Regions from separate parts of the Mus musculus genome. Here region 2 is linked to region 1. Evidence: chromatin contacts called from public promoter capture Hi-C data. All regions are on one chromosome and are shown on one strand. The core of a region is the stretch at or near the end of the contact, and the rest is flanking DNA. Distances in the headings are between cores, read along the strand shown.

What was found. Capture Hi-C pulls out chosen DNA fragments and counts their contacts.
Region 2: a contact with region 1 is called in a promoter capture Hi-C map of liver. The contact joins the promoter of Klhl9 here to the promoter of Hacd4 in region 1. A contact is called at or near these places in 1 of 39 promoter capture datasets (neural stem cells), 1 of 115 datasets of contacts at active chromatin or transcription factors (microglia) and 1 of 9 other capture datasets (liver).

Annotation. Positions count from the first base shown.
Region 1 is chr4:88,437,495-88,440,237 of GRCm38.p6, forward strand. It overlaps Hacd4 (3-hydroxyacyl-CoA dehydratase 4), which reads right to left and starts at 1,421. Exons shown (of 7, transcript NM_025760.5): 1 at 1,339-1,421; 2 at 1-69. The coding sequence starts at 1,376.
Region 2 is chr4:88,721,138-88,723,880 of GRCm38.p6, forward strand. It overlaps Klhl9 (kelch-like 9), which reads right to left and starts at 1,371. Exons shown (of 1, transcript NM_172871.2): 1 at 1-1,371. The coding sequence starts at 865.

The sequences.
Region 1 (2,743 bases), core at 171-2,670:
GCCAGTATCCATGAGTGGCCACAGAACTGAATTAAGTAATAGATGAAAAGATATACATTCTTCCTATACCTATAAATACAGAAAAATGCCATTAAACACATCTTTTAATGTAATGTACCAGTCAAACTGAGCAAGCAAAAGAAAACTGTTCCAGGTCAGAGTTCTATATTGGGGTCTTTCACTGGGTTGTCCCTCCAAACCCATGAGAGTCCGATGGGATGAATTTATCTAACAAGAGTATGTTGACTGAGATTGCTTAAAACCAAAGGTAGTTCTTTTCCACACTTCATTCTCATCTTTGATAACATTCTAACCTTGTTTCTCTAACACTTTCAGCCACTATGAGAAAAGCTTTGAAAGTTGAAGGGGACAGGGAAGAAACACTGACGCAAAGGGACTGATTTGGGCAGCTTGAACTCCAGTAGCTCAGCTTGCCAAATTAACTTGAAAGAGCTGGCTTACAGTTATCAAAGGGGAGTGGTCACAATTGGATTATGACTCAGTCATTGAACACACCTGACTTTTGTGATTGGGGTTGCACTCTCGTTCTTCCTGGCCCTGCCTCCTGTTGTATTTTACAAGGGAAGCTAGTTCTCTCCATCAAATGCACATAGAAAGCAGTTTAGTTGCTCAGCCAAAAAAAAAAAAAGGAAGTCAAGCTGAGTGTAAAGCTGTGTGTGTGTGTGGGTTCCTGGGGAGAGGACAGCCAGGGTGTAAACTGAATTTAAAAAAGAAGATTGGTGATTCTTGGTTTGAGGAGCTGGAAAAGGAGGTGAAGGGCTTCCCGGTGTGCACAAGGATGTGTAGAGTGGCCTTGTTAGTGTTAACAATGACTTCTCTTAGTTGGAAACTTCTGAGAAACAAGATATATAAGCAAACTCTATGGAGCAGTCAACAGATGACCAAAACTGCTATAGGGGTTAAAAGGGGAAAACTGCAAGCCAATCAGCATCACCAGGCTTCAGGTAAGCACTCCCCCCAGGCCCTAGTTTCCCTGGAATCTGGCCTGTGACAGATGCTGCTGCTACAGGATGCTGTCAAAATCACCCTGTGCCAAAATCTAGGGCGCAGCAAGGACAAGGAAGAGAAGAACTTGTGGGAGCGCACAAAGAGAAGAGGTGGCCTTGCAGCCCACCCTTCCATTTCCTCATCTCCAAAACTAAAAAACCGAAGGAAACAGCAAAGCCTCTGTCCTGAGCTATGGAGGAGAAAATGCAATCCACTACCAGGCAGAAGGAGCAGTGTTAAACAGTCAGGAGCTTCGCGGGAGTGAAAGCCGATGGGTGGGCTTCTGCCCAGTTCCCTGGCCCCTCCCTCCCCGCAGCCCCCTAATCCTACCTGGGCTGCAGCCAGGCTGGCAGCACCGAGGGCCCCATGGGCCACAGTCTGCTCCTCTGGCACCTCCGGGAAGCAGCAGGAGTGGGCTGGGAAAGCGGTAGGGGCGGGACGCCTCAGGCTGGGCTCGGGAAGGGCGGGGCCTCAACACACTCAGCAAGTTTTGAAAAAAAGCAGAGGTCAGGAGATGGGCAGGAGATGAAAGTCAAATTCCTGCCATGCTGCCCTAGGAGAGCTGGCCAGGCATAGAAAGTATGCGGGATGAACAAGCACATCCGCCCGAGGCTTTCCAAACTGATCCCAGGCTACTGATCTGTGGCTGGAGACCCCTAAGTTCACCTGCCTATACTCTTAACTGGATATAACTAGCTCTAAGGTTGCATGATCCTCAGGGTGGCCAGGGCCTTTCTTAGAAGCCCTAAGGTAGGAGAACGGTTCAGGAAGGAAAGCTAAGGGCAAATGGCCCAATATCTGTTCAAACATGAGCCAGAGCCCTCCAGAAATCCATCCCTGACACTTAGAGACCTGGGTGGCAGTGGTGTGCATAAATGCTTTTGTTCATTTAAGTTAATGTCATTTATTTAATGTTTAATGTCATTAAGTTAATGTTATTCGCTTAAGTTAATGTCGCTGCCCATGGCCAACACTCCCACACATCTTTTCCTGGTTTCTTGGGACAATGGCATCCCATCTCCTAGACAGAGTGACCCACCTCCTGGGTTCGTGAAGATCAGATTCCAATTATTCTGTTCTACCAGGTGAAGAGAACAAAACAGCTCCCCAAAGTATTTTCCCAAAAAAAAAAAAAAAAAAAAAAAAACCACCGCCACCACCAAAAAAGAAAAAGAAGAAATGGGAAAAAATAAAGAAAAAAAAAAGAAAAGAAAAAAACTCCCCCAAAACCCACAAGTGGAACAGTTACATATAGTTGCTGGAGTTGGAAGGTAGTGCTTCCATCTTACCAAAAAGGAAGTTGAGGCCTTAAGAAATATTGTCACTCACCACAGGTCACACAGCTGATAAACAGCAGGGTTAGAAGTTACAGTCAGCAATTTTTCTTCTTGGGTCATGGTTTCCTTCCTCATAGCTGTCACAGAGTCTGCCTCTTAGATGTCCCACTGTTCCGTGTCTCCCCGCCCCCCACCAGGGGCCAGCTCCTCTGTAGCCTCCGTTCCTTCTCAAGCCCCTTGGCAGAGGCTGCACTGTCCTCTCAACTGTCTCCATTGTCTCCTGTACACTGGCCTTCATGGCAGTGTAGGAACAAATTCATGTCACGTGGTCGTTCACACCCGTAACCCCAGCACTCTAGAAGCCGAGGTGGGGAGCTGATTCCGCCTTCAGCATCAGCCTGGGCTACACAGTGAGTTCCAGGCACCCTGAGTACAGAGGGAGACCCTATCTGGAGGGG
Region 2 (2,743 bases), core at 121-2,620, 280 kb after region 1:
CCGACTGCATCACCGGCTGCATATACGGCATCATTTGGTAATTGCTTGCTTCCAAAAGTAAATTCACACAGGTATTGTCTGTTCTCATGAAATCTACTGTCTGCACATAGTTGATGAGATCCTGTGGTGTCATCAGTGGAAAGCGAATATTCTTCATTAATTTTGCGGCATAGTCCATCCGAGGGTCTTCCAGCCTCAGCCAGCGGCAGGCTGCCTTGAAGAGCTCAAGTTCCGAACAGTGCTTGAGACTATTGCTGGAAAGCACAAAGGCAAGCCGTTCAAAGGGGAGTTTCAGAAACTCCCCAGTATTCAACAAGGCAGGAAAGTTCTTCAGGATGAAATTATTTACGTATTTATCCACTTCTATAAGATTGTAGGTGTTAGCAATCCGGCCAACCTCCACACAGTTATCCAAAGAGACGCCTGATATAAGAAATACTTTACAAAAATCCAAAACCGGCAAGATCTGTAGAAAGCTGGCAGCTTCAAGAGTGTCCTGAAGATTGTCCATATTAAGAGACAGTTTTGCAGTATAAATAAAATCAATGATTTTCTTCAGACCAACTTTGTTCACCCCATGAAGCTTGATGCACATCAAATCTTTCTCTTTCATTCCTCCAGTGAACATGGCCTTGAAATAATCACTGGCAGACGCCATCATGGCTCTATGAACCGGGAAGATTTCCTCTCCATCGCCAGGTACCAGCGTCACGTCACAAAGTAGGCCCTCTATTCTGAGCTGATCAAAGCCTTGCAATACAACCGAACTGTGCGTGTTGCTGGTAAAAAACCGCGTAGTTCCAGACTTGCAAGGCTGCAGGTGGGCAGAGACGCCCATGTCGCCGTTACCCAGAGACACCTTCATGGGAGAAGCCGGAGCTCGCTGCGAGCTGCAGGCCGCAGACGTTACAAAGAGAACGCTCTCGGGAAACCCCGGGGCCGCCGAACCAAGGGCAAGCAAGCGGTCGCCGCAGCACCGCTCTGGGCACACCGACGTCCGCCCTGCAGCAACAGCAGCACGCACCTCAAATCTGCCAGGAGAGCGGGTGAGTCATCACCCGGGGCAGTTACGTGACCGCTTCACCTCCTCCGGTCCCGGGCTGTCGTCCTTCGCCGCTGCGCTCAGGGCGGGGGAGGGGCCGTCACGGCCTGCGCACCCCGGCTGCCGCCCTCCAAGGCTCAGCCACCCCAACGAGCTGCGGCCGCGTCCTCTGCGATCCCCGCTGTGTCGTCGCGGCTACGGACTTGGCTTGGAGCAGGGCCTGGAATCCCGACTTGGGCCTAGAACGGCGGCCTAGCACCGAGAGCCAGCCCGACCTTCCGGAAAGGCAGAATCCCAGGATCCCCCGGGCTAGGAGCGGCTGCACAGCTAGTGCGCTTGCGCGGCTGAGCTGGCAAGGGGGCGGTGGATGGGGGCAGGGCGCGGGCGGGACTGGGGGCGGGGTTCCGGCCGGCCAGCGAGGCCGGTGCAGGGTCCATTATGTAAGCTTGTAGGAATGCGCGTGCGTGTGCTTAAGCTTGCTTTTCAAGAGCGCGTTCTTTTCAAGATTTACGCTTAAGGTCTTTGCCAGAGCAGCAACGAAAGGCAACCTTTGTTCAAACACAAGAAGCCTGGCAGAAGAAATCATTGTATCGTTTTATTTATTTATTTTCTTCAAGAACAGTTTTACAGTTTGCGTCACACTCAATTAAAAATGTTGATTGTAAAAGGTTTTTTGTTTGTTTGTTTAACATTTAAGACACATGAGATTTAACTTGCCACTAAATTTTGGTCCTAATGATACATTTTTTTAATATTTGGCAGGAGAGATAATGCCTTCATAAATACGGTTTTCAGGGTTTTGTTTTCCAAACACTATTTTTAACTGGCTACAGTTTTCCAGTAGTTGAGCATGTTATAGTTTACTTTGTCCACTGTTTTCATCAGTGTACAAATGTCCTCCATTATCTTATGGACTCTGTAATAAGCGCAGATGATTTGAACACAAAACGTTATCCTGATTTGGATAATGATAATATTTGGTAGAATATTCAAGTCAATGTTTCCAAAATAGTTACCCTTTGCGTTTCCCTTGTGTTGAACTTTGCTTTTATAAGTATTTTTTATTAACATGCAGTTCTCTAGCTACTGGCAAATTTTAACTTTGATTTGAGAATAAGTATATAATTTGCCGTAGTTCTCTGTTCTCGAAGTTCCAAATCCTTCTAGCGTTTACTTGTATGCAGACTAAGAATATACTTACATTCTTATGCTCCACTTCCTGGCTCTTTTCTAAATGGCATGTATCCTACTGGATTTTTTTTTTCCAGTTCAAGATTTTCCAAAATTGGTATATAGAGAGCTTACTTACAACCTGTTGATGACCCCAAAAAAATGTATGTAATTTACTTAACTATAGGTGATTAATCTTCCTTTATTTCTCCTTCCTTCTTCTCCCGGTGGTTTCCGGCCAATTGCAGCAATCCCGGGAAACTAGTAGAACAACATTCTTTTCCCCAAACTAGTAGAACAACCTGTGGTCGTCGTTCCTTCCCCCCCCCCCCCCCAGGTGCCCTGTTATACCAGAGCTTTGTTGAAATGAGAATGGTCTTGAGAAGTTCTTCCCAGGAGCTAAGTTCTGGGAGGCTGCTTGGTTCAGGAGTTGGGGTAAGCCTTTCCTGAGTGGCTCTGACATGTCACCTGGCTGTGAAGAGGCACTTCCGAGAGATTAATTTCTACCTGTAGGGAAAGAAAGAACAAGAT